Linked DNA regions of Mus musculus: all the other regions are linked to region 1. A link is a contact called in public HiChIP or PLAC-seq data. All regions are on one chromosome and are shown on one strand. The core of a region is the stretch at or near the end of the contact, and the rest is flanking DNA. Distances in the headings are between cores, read along the strand shown. Region 1 has its middle 34 kb from the start of Gm52717. Region 2 overlaps Bach2 (BTB and CNC homology, basic leucine zipper transcription factor 2). Region 3 has its middle 11 kb from the start of Bach2.

Evidence for each region. HiChIP or PLAC-seq counts read pairs in DNA pulled down with a chosen protein or histone mark.
Region 2: a BATF HiChIP or PLAC-seq map of CD8 T cells shows a contact between it and region 1, with 11 read pairs. The contact joins two enhancer-like sites. A contact is called at or near these places in 1 of 484 Hi-C or Micro-C datasets (CD8 T cells), 1 of 115 datasets of contacts at active chromatin or transcription factors (CD8 T cells) and 1 of 9 other capture datasets (liver).
Region 3: a contact with region 1 is called in a BATF HiChIP or PLAC-seq map of CD8 T cells, with 5 read pairs. The contact joins two enhancer-like sites. A contact is called at or near these places in 2 of 115 datasets of contacts at active chromatin or transcription factors (CD8 T cells and regulatory T cells) and 1 of 9 other capture datasets (liver).

Annotation. Positions count from the first base shown.
Region 1 is chr4:32,124,597-32,128,762 of GRCm38.p6, forward strand. No RefSeq gene overlaps it. Among named protein-coding and RNA genes, the nearest start is that of Gm52717, 34 kb to the right of the region's middle. Within about 2 kb of position 2,450, at least 22 of the 459 cell types and tissues checked have an H3K27ac peak or open chromatin away from gene starts, as enhancers often do. A contact at or near this core is called in CD8 T cells and regulatory T cells, where this site is marked.
Region 2 is chr4:32,421,496-32,425,661 of GRCm38.p6, forward strand. The region is part of intron 1 of Bach2 (BTB and CNC homology, basic leucine zipper transcription factor 2); the gene reads left to right. Among named protein-coding and RNA genes, the nearest start is that of Bach2, 6.1 kb to the left of the region's middle. Within about 2 kb of position 2,381, at least 30 of the 459 cell types and tissues checked have an H3K27ac peak or open chromatin away from gene starts, as enhancers often do. A contact at or near this core is called in CD8 T cells, where this site is marked.
Region 3 is chr4:32,403,858-32,408,023 of GRCm38.p6, forward strand. It overlaps a transcript of Bach2 not described here. Among named protein-coding and RNA genes, the nearest start is that of Bach2, 11 kb to the right of the region's middle. Within about 2 kb of position 1,889, at least 78 of the 459 cell types and tissues checked have an H3K27ac peak or open chromatin away from gene starts, as enhancers often do. A contact at or near this core is called in CD8 T cells and regulatory T cells, where this site is marked.

The DNA of each region.
Region 1 (4,166 bases), core at 1,200-3,699:
GAGAAACGCCTCGAAGATATGGGCACAGATGAAAAATTCCTAAACAGAACAGCAATGGCTTGTGCTGTAAGATCAAGAATTGGCAAATGGGACCTCATAAAATTGCAAAGCTTCTGTAAGGCAAAAGACACTGTCAATAAGACAAAAAGGCCACCAACAGATTGGGAAAGGATTTTTACCAATCCTAAATCTGATAGGGGACTAAGATCCAATACATACAAACATACAAAAAGCTCAAGAAGCTGGACTCCAGAAATTCAAATAACCCCATTAAAAATTGGGGTACAGAGCTAAACAAAGAATTCTCAACTGAGGAATACTGAAGGGCCGAGAAGCACCTGAAAAAATGTTCAACATCCTTAATAATCAGGGAAATGCAAATCAAAACAACCTTGAGATTCCACCTCACACCAGTCAGAATGTCTAAGATCAAAAATTCAGGTGACAGCAGATGCTGGAGAGGATGTGGAGAAAGAGGAACACTCTTCCATTGTTGGTGGGATTGCAAGCTTGTACAACCACTCTGGAAGTCAGTCTGGTGATTCCTCAGAAAATTGGACATAGAGGTAACAGAAGATCCAGCAATACCTCTCCTGGGCATATACCCAAAAAATGCTCCAACATGTAATAAGGACACATGCTCCACTATGTTCATAGCAGCCTTATTTATAACAGCCAGAAGCTGGAAGAACCCAGATGTCCCTCAACAGAAGAATGGATACAGAAAATGTGGTACATTTACACAATGGAGTACTACTCAGCTATTAAAAACAATAAATTTATGAAATTCTTGGGCAAATGGATGTATCTGGAGGTTATCATCCTTAGTGAGGTAACCCAATCACAAAAGAAGTTACTAGGTATGCACTCACTGATAAGTGGATATTAGTCCAGAAACTTAGAATATCCAAGATACAATTTGCAAAACACAAGAAAATCAAGAAGGAAGACCAACGTGTGGATACTTCATTCCTCCTTAGAATAGGGAACAAAATACTCATGAAAGGAGTTACAGAGACAAAGTTTGGAGCTAAGATGAAAGGATGGACTATCCAGAGACTAACCCACCCGGGGATCCATCCCATAATCAGCCACTAAACCCAGACACTATTGCATATGCCAGCAAGATTTTGATGAAGGGACCCTAGTATAGCTGTCTCGTATGAGGCTATGTCAGTGCCTGGCAAATAAGTGGATGCTCACAGTCATTTATAGGATGGAACACAGGCCCCCAATGGAGAAGCTAGAGAAAGTACCCAAGGAGCTGAAGGGGTCTGCAACCGTATAGGTGGAACAACAATATGAACTAACCAGTATCCCCAGAGCTCGTGTCTCTAGCTGCATATGTAGCAGAAGATGGCCTAGTTGGCCATCATTGGGAAGAGAGGCCCTTAGGTCTTGCAAACTTTATATGCCTCAGTACAGGGGAACGCCAGGGCCAAGAAGTGGGAGTGGATGGGTAGGGGAGCAAGGCGGGGGGAAGGGTATAGGGAACTTTTGGGATAGCATTTGAAATGTAAATAAAGAAAATAATAAAATAAAATAAAAGAAAGAAAGAAATAAGGAAAGCAAGCAGGTAAGCTAAGAATATGGTGTCTTGTCGTCAACAGAAATGAAAATGAAAGGCATTTGTTATGCTTCAGAAGTGTATAGCTGTTACTGGGATGGGGGCAGGGAGGACTCAGGTATGATTGTGAGCTTTAAACTCCAGAGGCTGGGGGGTGGAGCCATTTCCTGGGATGTGTGGATTGGGCAAAGGTGTACAGAGAGGCCTATTTTAATATTGTAGGCACATTGTCTTTGAGATAGATACTGGCTAGACTTCCAAATAGAGGTGTCAAGTGGGATGCCAGATGTGCGAGTCTGAAACTTCTGCATACCGTCAAGGCTACAGGTGATAATGTGTCAATCACAAGCCAATGAACGGTCTTTAAAGCCAGAGTCTCTAGCCACTGGCACAGAGTGTGAGTGAAAGAGAATAGGGGTTGTTCTGCCTGGCTTTCCACTGCTGCGATAAACACCAATATGGGAGGCAACTTGGGGAGGAAATGGTTTATTTCATCTTACATCTCACAATACATCACAGAGGGAAGTCAGAGCAGGAACTGAAGCAGGAACGTAAATCAGAGACCATGGAGGGATACTGCTTGCTGTCTTGCTCTCAGGCTCACTCTCGCTACCTATGCCAGCCAGGGTAGCAGTGTCCCACCCACGTGGCCTGGAGCCTCCCGTATCAACCATCAATCAAGAAAATGCCATGTAGGGCTGCCTGTAGGACAATCTGACGGAGGTCCCTTGACTGTGTCAAACTGACACACACACACAACTGTCATGAGTCAAGGATCTAGCCTTTCGGCACATCATGTTTGGAGGATTAGTACAGAGGAGGCAAAGTGAAACTACAAAGGTGTGAAGAGAGAAAAACCACACTGAGGAGTGAGCATGGGCAACGCCTGCCACCGAAACCGAGAAGAGAAACTAACAAATGATGCTGAGAGGTGGGGCGGATGCAGGGATGCAAGAAAAGGGATGGCTTTTCGCTTTGGCTACATGAAGGTCAGGAGGTCATTGATGAGCTCAGCAACAAACTTGAAATGACTACAGAGAGCATTAGAGCAAAATCGTGAGGGTAGCTGTGTCTAGCCGAATCTTTCTTCACTGACAAAGAGGGGTGGTGAGGTCAAGGGGTGTGCTCTATCTATGGTGAGGGTTTGATTTTTTGGTTTGGAATCTTCCATACTTGACCTACTTGTCACTCTGCTTCAGCAGGGACCATCTGTTATATTTGTTTTGTCTATGGTCCCACTACATTTTTTTTTAAATCTATGCATAACTCACACTCAGTAAAAATTTACTTTGGGAGAACATATAGGTCTAAATATTTATGTAATTTCAATCTAATAACTACTGCCCAGTCAAAGAATAGAGCAGTTCTACCACCTCAAGTCTTCCTCCTTCCTCTTGTCCTTCTTGTCCTACCAAGAATTTGTCTCCTGTCACTATAGTTTTGACATTGGTGTTCACATGATGAACCAGCCTTGGACCATGGCATACTGTTCATTTTATACAGTGCTGCATTTTGTTTGATTACATATAAACGTATGCACACACACATATGAATGTTTTGAATGTTTGAGTCAGGGTCTCAAGCATCCCAGCCTTGCCTGGACCTCACTATGTAGTAGAGAATGACCTTGAACTCCTGATTCTTCTGCCTCCACCTCCACAGAGCTGGGGTTAGGAATAGCATCTACCATGCCCAGCACGATGGTATTGCAGTCCCAGAAAGGCAAATACGTGGATATTAGCTGTTAAGTCACTGAGAATCAAACCACAATCCATATAACCACAGAGGATAGGTATAGAGTAAGGGGCTAGGCATGAGGGAGGGGGCAGTGTTAATGATAGATATCATTAGGAAAGAGAAATAGAATAGGTAGTTATGGATGAATGGGGGGCTGAAATGGGAGAATCAAGTGGGAAGCGGGAAGGAAGAGGAGGAGTAAGGGAAGGAACACAGGGAGGGGTGGTTAAAATTAAGGGCCTTTTGAGAGTAATATAAAACAGCTAATACAGTAGAAGCTTATATACATACATACATACATACATATGTACATACATATATATACATACACACACACACATATATACATATATATGTGTATATATACACTTCCATGAGTGTGTGTGTGTGTGTGTGTGTGTGTGTGTGTGTATGTGTGTACATGAAGTTGATCTACATGAAACTGCCAAATAATGAGGAGACATGGCCCTGGCCATCTCTTGTCACCAAATGAAACTTCCAGTATTGAGATTGAGTTACATCTAATTAAGTTTTTGGCCAAAACAGTCTCACGGGAACCCCCAAACAAGACTGTTGCCAAGATTATAGGTTGCTCTACACAAACTGACAGCAAGGCCCATTACTGAAGACAAAATCTATACAACTTATTGAATATGGAAAAGTGGAACAGGTGCCTACAGAGACCCTTCACTCCTGTGTTCTAACTTCTTTGGTACAGGAAGGTACCCTGCAATCTAGCGAAGGAGAAATATAAACACCAAACCAGCCACAAGTCCTTTGATCTACATTGGTGCCACACCTGAAAGATTCTCTAGGACAACGGTGGCAAAAGCTGGTGGAAGAAACCAACCAATAACTGATC
Region 2 (4,166 bases), core at 1,131-3,630, 300 kb after region 1:
GACTCAGATCCCAATTATATTCTATTCATGGAACCATCAAATTAATTTTTTGTATACATGATAGTAGTTCAGGGGATGTGATGTTGGCAGCACGGGAATATACGTTGATATATTAATCACAACCTCCAGAGGTTTTCCCCCAATCTCCAAATAAGCTGAGCTGGAGCGCACCGTAAAGTTCCTACCAAGTAATAAGCTTAGCCGCCTAAATGCGTTACCAGTTTACTCTGAGTCTCCAAGCGGCTGAGTGCTAGAGAAGTGGCTTTGTGGCTGCACCTGTCACTAGTGAAATGACACTTCTCACTATTACAGGGGAATTCAGGGTTCCCTTTTGTGGGTTCTTGGTCTCATTAATAAAAAGATGCTAAAATGGACTCGGGGCCAGCAAGGTGGCTCAGCAGTTAAAGTAACCTGACAACTTCAATTTGGTCCCTAGAACCTGCATGGTGGAAGGGAAGAACTGAGTCCTGAAAGTTGCCCTCTGACCTCCACACCTGTACCATGGCACGCGTTCATGAGCATGTGTATACACACACACACACACACACACACACACACACACACACACACTTGCACGCACACGGATTTTTTTTAAAGAACAGATTCAGAAGGAAACTCAATGATCATTTTATTAGAGTTTGAGAGAAAAACAACTGGGTAGGCAAGCTATAGATCTCAGAAGCCGCTGGCAGGAGGAGATGGAGAAGAAGAGAGAAACCCAGGCCATTTTAAGATGCATAAAAGCCTCCATGTTGAGCATTGGCATTGCGTGGCACCAGGGTGTAGGGAATAGCATAGATAGTGAAACTGTCTGGAAGGTCAGTGAGCATTCTCCAGACAGTGAGTGAACTGGGAGGAAATGCCCCAAGGTGTTGGACTGCAGGCACACAGCCCTTTAGAGGCCATTTCACAGCACACACCTCCCTTGTGTGTACTTTACACACTTTTTTTTATTTTTAATTTTTTTTTTTGCACATGTTCTCTTTGTTAGATGAAACCCAGGTGGAGAAAGGCTTCCAATCTTTCTGTGCCAACTGGCTTCATTCATATGTTAATCTTGGTAAAGCAATTTTAGCATATATTCGCTTACCAGATTGCCTCACCCTCACATTAATGGTGAAGTGGCAACTTGCCCTTCTAGGAACCCCCATTCATCACAAGAGGGCCTGGTATCTGCCACACTGGTGGCATACACTGCAGAGAATGGCTGTGTTGAGATGTGTCACTGCTCTTCTGCCCCAGGACAGCATCTGTGACGCTCTACAAACCAGTGGGTTTATCGAAGCCCCTGTGCGTTGTAGATTAGAAACTGTTGTGTCTAGATTTTTCCCGTATTCTACCCTTAGTTGACACCAAATCAGATAATTACATGAGTCTTATGTATTAACTGTTGTAATTTCTAGAAAAAAGTCAGAATCCAAAAATAATTGTCTCCTTGTGGCAAAGCAGAGGTCACTTCGGCGTATACCTTCTTGAAAAAGTAAACTCATGCATGGTTCACTTAACAACAGCTTTGCTCTGAGACCGCCAGTTTATCCTGTGGTCCTCAGTGTGCACTCACACAGCCCACGCACACTGAATAATGTCATCTTCTGGAACTGGTCTGAATTCTCATTAGATCCGTGTTATCCTACATAATCGTCAAAGCCACATAAAAGAATAAACGCAAATGTTCCCTCTAATCTAGCCACAAAGATACAACTCACCTACATCAGGTGCTTTTGTGTGTCCTTCCAAACTGTTTTTATCCAAGAATTCTAACTTCATAAGCCATGCTCTGCACTGATTTGTACTGAAGATCTTGGGGGCACTTGGAAATAGCAGCACTAACCAGACATCATCTTACAGGACGAAGAACTCCTCTTTCACGTCTTCCCTCCAGGTTCCATTACTCAGCTTTTACACAAGACACATGTGGACCTCCCAGTATCCTTATCTAGAGGATGCTTCTGATAGCCGTCATTCTCAACCCTACATTCGATTTAAAAACCATATTGGACGGACTTGCAAAGCCTTTGCAGCTCCTGGGATCATAAAAGAAAGATTGGCTCTGTACAGATGATTTTAGTGTTAGCTCCACTGGCTAGGTCTGGTTACTTTGAAAGTCATACTTAATGCACAATAAGCCAAATTGATGGGTATGGGGAAGGCTGACTTAGCTCAGTATTATCCACAATCTAGACAACACACCCTCCAGTAAAACTCTAATTCCATCCAAGTGCCTGCCTTCTCTTGTTCTGATCCAAAGCTTTCCCTCAGCTTTTCCTTCTAGTTCCCCTCCCAACCTCAAAAGCAGTGTCTGTTCAGAGCGCTGGGCTCTGGTGTGCGGCTCTCTTACTGCCCTGTGAAGTGGTTTCCACTTAAGGGTTGGGGTGACGCCTCACACTTAGACAGGGTTAAGGAGGTTCTAAAACACGGAAAGAAAGACCAGGTGTGACTTTAGGGGTTGCTTAAGCCTCCAGAGTAGTACCATCCACAGTCCTTACCTTAGAATAGGTATTTAGTAAGCAGCTGCTGGATGCAGTTGGGGTTACAAAATGGGTCTTTGGAAATTTTTACCTTTCCGTGTATAAGACAATAACTTCCTTGAAAGGGAAGAGTTATTTGCATCCCTTCAAATCCTGTGTCCTTCGTGGAACATAAACTCTATATAGGTTGATGTGAATATTTCTGTGGCAATCAGGTGGTCAGGGAACGAATGCTTACATTCCACTGGGTCTTTTTTTACTATCTGCACCCAGCAATTGATGGCACTTAAGTAAATATCCTCAATTGTGTTTGACATCCGATTGGGTACAGGTGTAGGGACAGGGCAGACAGTACCTCGATCCTCCCTGGTGAAGGAGTTGCTAATACTGACGAGACTTGGCTCCTTCGTTTTCGATTTGGTTGCTTCACTTCACTGAGTCACAGCACCTGCCACTTAGGATGGCCACACGGCTAAGCCAGAAACCTTCCTTCAGATTGCTGGTGACATTATATATGAATCTCTGGTGACATTCTCGGCTGACATTTGTCGCCTGATCTCAAGTGCTTGCTAAAAGTGAGTTAGCTTTGTCATTGACACGGAGACTAACTTTCTCTAACCCAGACTAGTGAAAACTGAATTGTGCCTCACCACACGAAGGTTTTGCTTTCACTGTGCCCAGACCCTCCCATCTGTCACAGCACAGTCATTTTGTGTCTGATTTGGGGGCGGTGTGGTTGTTTCTCAGTGGTGTGTGACCCACTTTTTCATAATACTTCATTCCATGTGTTTTTACAACACAAGTCAGAAGCTGACGAGAGTGGACTGAAGCCCCAGGAGCATCTTCTGAGGCTTTCTCGCAAGCTCTAGAACCACATTCTAAGAAGAAGGTCTTAGCCCTGCAGGGTGTGCGTCCCCTACCAGAGAGTGATGGGCCAGTTCCTCTAGTTTCTGGATAATGAGCCAGTGCACAGGTAACGATGCCTTTCTCACGGTTGATTTCTTTTGTGTGCCAATTATTTTACCAAATTAGACCTTTAAAAATACTAGCCACTTACCTGCATAGCTTCTCTGTTGGGATGGGGAGGGGCTCAGGAGAGTAGACATTTTCATTGATACTTTGAGACCTTAGTAACTTTTCCTTAAGAATCTGAAGGAATCAAAAAGTTATCTCTGTTTTCTGTGTGCCCCTAGCAGACGTCCTCTCTGATGGTTGGTTGTTTCGGTTTGGTTCTACTGCTTGTTGTTGTACTTGTCTGCGAGCGTCAGATACCTCACTCCGCTGTGACATCTGGGTGATAGTTAAACCTTGATTAGCTTCTGCCTGGGGTATGGGCAACCTGTGGCGAGAGCAGACAGAAAGCTTCAAAGAAGAGAAGGGCTAATGAGGGTCCGATGTGTCTTGCTAGACACTGGCTACTGCAGGCTGGAAGCAGACAGAAGCCAAGTGCTATTGGCTTATGTTTGGCAAAAACCATTCCTCAACACCTGTTTATAACTTTATGTTTCTGACATCACAGCTGTTAACCAGAGGATTCTTTTAAATATCGTCGTTTCAAAACAAAATGTTGAAGGTGTCACCTGTCCTAATGTCACTTATCCTGATTCACAGGACAGTTTTTGGTGAACATTTATTTACCAGGGTCTGTCTGGCTTGTGGCAGTATCATCTGCACACTGGACTGCATACCACCTTAAGA
Region 3 (4,166 bases), core at 639-3,138, 280 kb after region 1:
TCTGCCCCTGACCAGCCCTTGTGTACACAGCCTTGTACGTGCCTGCTTCTAACATTCATAAGGTCTCAGGCATGGACACAATTGATTGGACCCTGTGTCATATAATTAAATATTAAAATATTAGAAATAAATCTCACAAATGGATTATCTGAGATATGTTTGTGGTCCTTCTGCCATGGTGTGAGAGTTTTCAGAGGCCAGAAGAGAGGGTTTGAACTTACAATAGTCAGGCATTTAGAGTTCTAACTAGAGACATGGTAGTGTGGGAACCAATATACAACAGCTCTTTCCTGCTTTTCCTCCTGTTCCCACACTGTGCTGTCCTGCATGCTGGAGAACTTCCAGGCCACACACACAATGTACCACTCAGGGTAGCTGTCCTGGCTGGTTGCTTGCCTTTCAGGTTGATATACCTATGAAGGAGGAAGGACTCAGAGGAATGGCATCCACAGAACTTTGAGTCTTTCTTGGGACCCATTGGGAGGAAATTCTGGGACACTGAAGGTAGAGAGGATTGAAGACTTCATGGAGGACAAGGGTGAAGGGGCTTTCTGGTCTGGCTGAACTAGAGTGAGCCCCTCTTGCCTGGGTGGAAGGGCCTCACTGCCTGAATCTCCTCTTCCTTCAGGACAACACTTTTGCCTTGATTTGTAAAGCCAGAATGAGTTACCCCATCCTGCCAGGCCACCAGGCCCTCGTATAGGTATCGCTACCATAGGTGCCACAGAAACAGATGCCGTTGATGTGTTTGGAAGTTTTCTTGCCCAGAACCCTCATATTGTCCTCTCCTTTAGGCTTTGCCCCTGCACAGGGCACCTAGCCCACATCTCTGATGCAGGGTGTGGACAAGGAACCTGATGGCTTCTGTGACTGCCACCCAGCTTCTCCTTTGTCTGCCCCAGAATAAGCAATCTCAGAACAGTGTGAGGAATTGTAACTTTTTTTTTCTTTTTTTGGAAATAATATCAGAGGACTTTTGAGACCTGAGGATTTTGTAGGTGCTGATGAAGGGTCAGTTTGTAATCCCCTCTTTGCTGCCTTCCCATTGACCAGGTCACTTAGCTCATCAGCCTGCTGCTATTTAGGAAAATGGAGAGTAATTAATACCTGCTTTGGTTAATAGTTACTTCATCTGAATATTTTCAGGACCGAGTTTTAGATATAGACACGGAGAGCAACCACACTTTGCCGGCGAATGTCCTGCCTGTAGAAGTTTGTTTAACCCTCCAAGAGCTTTTAAAATAATATTACCAGGAAATGCGATTCAGATTTCCCCCAAGTTGACAGAAAAGCATAAAATCTGTTTCTAACAGATGTTCCCTCTGATCCCCAAATGTAAACATGTTTGCAAGACAGTAGCGAGACAGCCCTGTTTACACAATGAAGTACTGAAAAAAAGCAAACAAGAAAAGCATCACCCTGAGCAGTCATTGTGATCAAAGAGCCCACGATTATTAGGGTGTAGAGGGAACTGATGACTCAAACTGGCACCACCGCGGTCTCCAGATTTCAGTTTCGTAACAGACTTTCTTTTCAGGAATATTCTTCATTTACACGCAAATCCGATTTTCTTTCTAAAATGTTTTTTTTTTCGATTTTTGTCAAACCGAAATTCTAGGATCCCTTCAAACGATGACTCTGATACCCAGATTACACTCAGATGAGCGTCCTCTGGACGCATCTCGGCGTGGAGCGCACACACAGGGCTCTACTCCTGGGATCTTGTGCCTGAGGGGAGGAGAGATGGTCTCCCAAGTGCAGCGAGTGGCTTGATCTGCTCCTTCCCATCTCCAATTAGTCAGAGACAAGGCAGAAGCTCTCAGGCTGCCTGTGGTGGAAAATAACTCTCTGAATCAATCAAAGTGTGGTATTTTGATCCTTTCATATGCCTGGGTATTCTGGGCAGCTGCACTCTCAAGTCAGTGACTCACAGATGAGAGATGTAAAGCATCGCTGAGTGATGGCTGGCTGAAGCAAAATGTGTCTGATAGGAAACAGTCACCATTTGCATCAAGCATAGCAGTTTTTGTGAGAACGACCGTGATTGCCCTTCAAAATAAGGCACCTTGGGACAGAGCCCCAGGTTGTTGGGGAAGAGAGCAGCTCGGCAGAGATCAGTTAAGAGTACAGTTTCTCTTGGAAGGAAACAGAAGTCCTTTTACTTTGAGAATAGTAAGTCCAGACTCTATGGTACCCTCACCTGTTTGTGCCCATGTAAGTAGACAAGGGGGCTGTGACCTCAGCTCTCTTTATAACAGCATTCTGTGGAAGAGAAGTTTGTGTCTCACCATGGACTTGAGACAGCAGGGACTTACCCCTCTTAGTCATTATGTAGGCTGTCAGTGGAGAGGCGTGTTGCATGCTCTATGCCCAGAGCAGGGGCACCACCCTCCGATGGGAGGGATTAGCAGGGTGAGCTCTGGGTGTGTATCGTGCAGTTGGATTATTGTGCTAAACTTTGCCTGTGCTTTAGAATATTAAAAGTTACCTAAGACTCTAACCCATCTTCAAAAACTGTACATGCAAAGAAAACCTATTTGAAATGATAACCAAGATCAGCAAGTTCATAGGGTTAGAAGACAACATAAGCCAGAGGAGTGCTCAGAAGGTGAACATGTCTGCTACTCAAGCGTAAAGACCTGAGTGTCATCCCTGGAACCCATGGTGGAAGGAAAGAACCAACTCCCAGAAGTTGTCCTTAGGTCTCCACATGCATGCCTGCCCTTACACACAGACACAAACATGCACATTCAACATGGAATAATTGAAAAGTTAACATACAAAAGTTAATTTCATTTCTGTATATTAACAATGAGAAACAAGCCGGGCATGATGGCGCATGCCTTTAATCCCAGCACTTGGGAGGCAGAGACTGGTGGACCTCAGAGGCTGGTGGACCTCAAGTTTGAATCCATGTTAGGGCATTTCAGACCAGCCTGAGAAATATAGGGAGACCACCCTATCCCCCAAAAAATAAACAAAAATCTATAAGGAAAGAATACAACATTTGAACTCCAAAAACTATAGAACAGTACGGAAATTATGAAAACTTAAATAAATGGAAAGACATCCAATATTCATAAATCAGAGGACACACTAAGATAATAATACTACCCAAACTGTACATATTCAAAGCAGCCACCATCAAAAGCCCAGTTGGCTCTTTCTGCAGGAATTGCCAGTCTGCTTTTAGAATTCATATGGAGAAGCAAGGGGCCCAGAATAGCTCTATCTTAAAGAACAAAGTTGGAGGACTCACACTTCCTTATTTTAGGTCACACTGCAGAGCCACTTCAACAGACAGCATAGTACTCCACCTCACACCACACACAACGATTAACTCAGTACAGTGGAATTCAGCATCTCGAGAACTCCTACAAGAAAGCAGCCTATCTGGGTAGGGTGTGTAGCTAGAGAAAGGGTGCGCTCAAGATAGAGACCAGCTACACAGCAAGTTCCAGGTCGGTGTGGGCATGAAACACTGTCTCCAAAGCCACAGGAGACAAAGGGGGGGGGAACAACAGGTAAGGGTGACCATGTAAAAATTAAAAACTTCTGTGCTTTTAAAGAAGACCATTAAGAAAGTAAAAAAGACAAACCTTATTCATGAGATAAAATATGTGCAACTTGCATATCTAACAAAGGTTTAGTATCTAGGCTATATAAGTAATTTTTGTAATTCAACACTCTTAAAGCAAATAACTCAATAACAAGCAAAGAATTAAAACATTTTCCAGAAAATATGTACATGAAACGACACTCGACATCATTAAACATTAGAAAATATAGATTACAGTCATAATGAGATGTCACCTTACCCCCAGTGAGATGAACGTCCGAAAGACTACCACAATGCCTGTGGGGGTGTGGAGACCCTACTGATGGATTGTAAAAGAGTACTATCATGGGAAGCGTTTTGAGCAGTTGTTCAAAATGTTAAAGAATCAGTGTATATCCCAGTACACTAACCAAGGTTCTCCAGAGAAATAGAAGGGTGTGTGTGTGTGTGTGTGTGTGTGTAAGAAAGACTCGAGAATAAACGAGAATAAATGTGTTTTGAGGAACTGGTTCACATGTTTATTGTGGAGGGCAATATTATCACTTGGACAGGATCTAGGATCATTTGTGAGACAAGTCTATGGGTCTACCTGTGGGGATTGTATAGA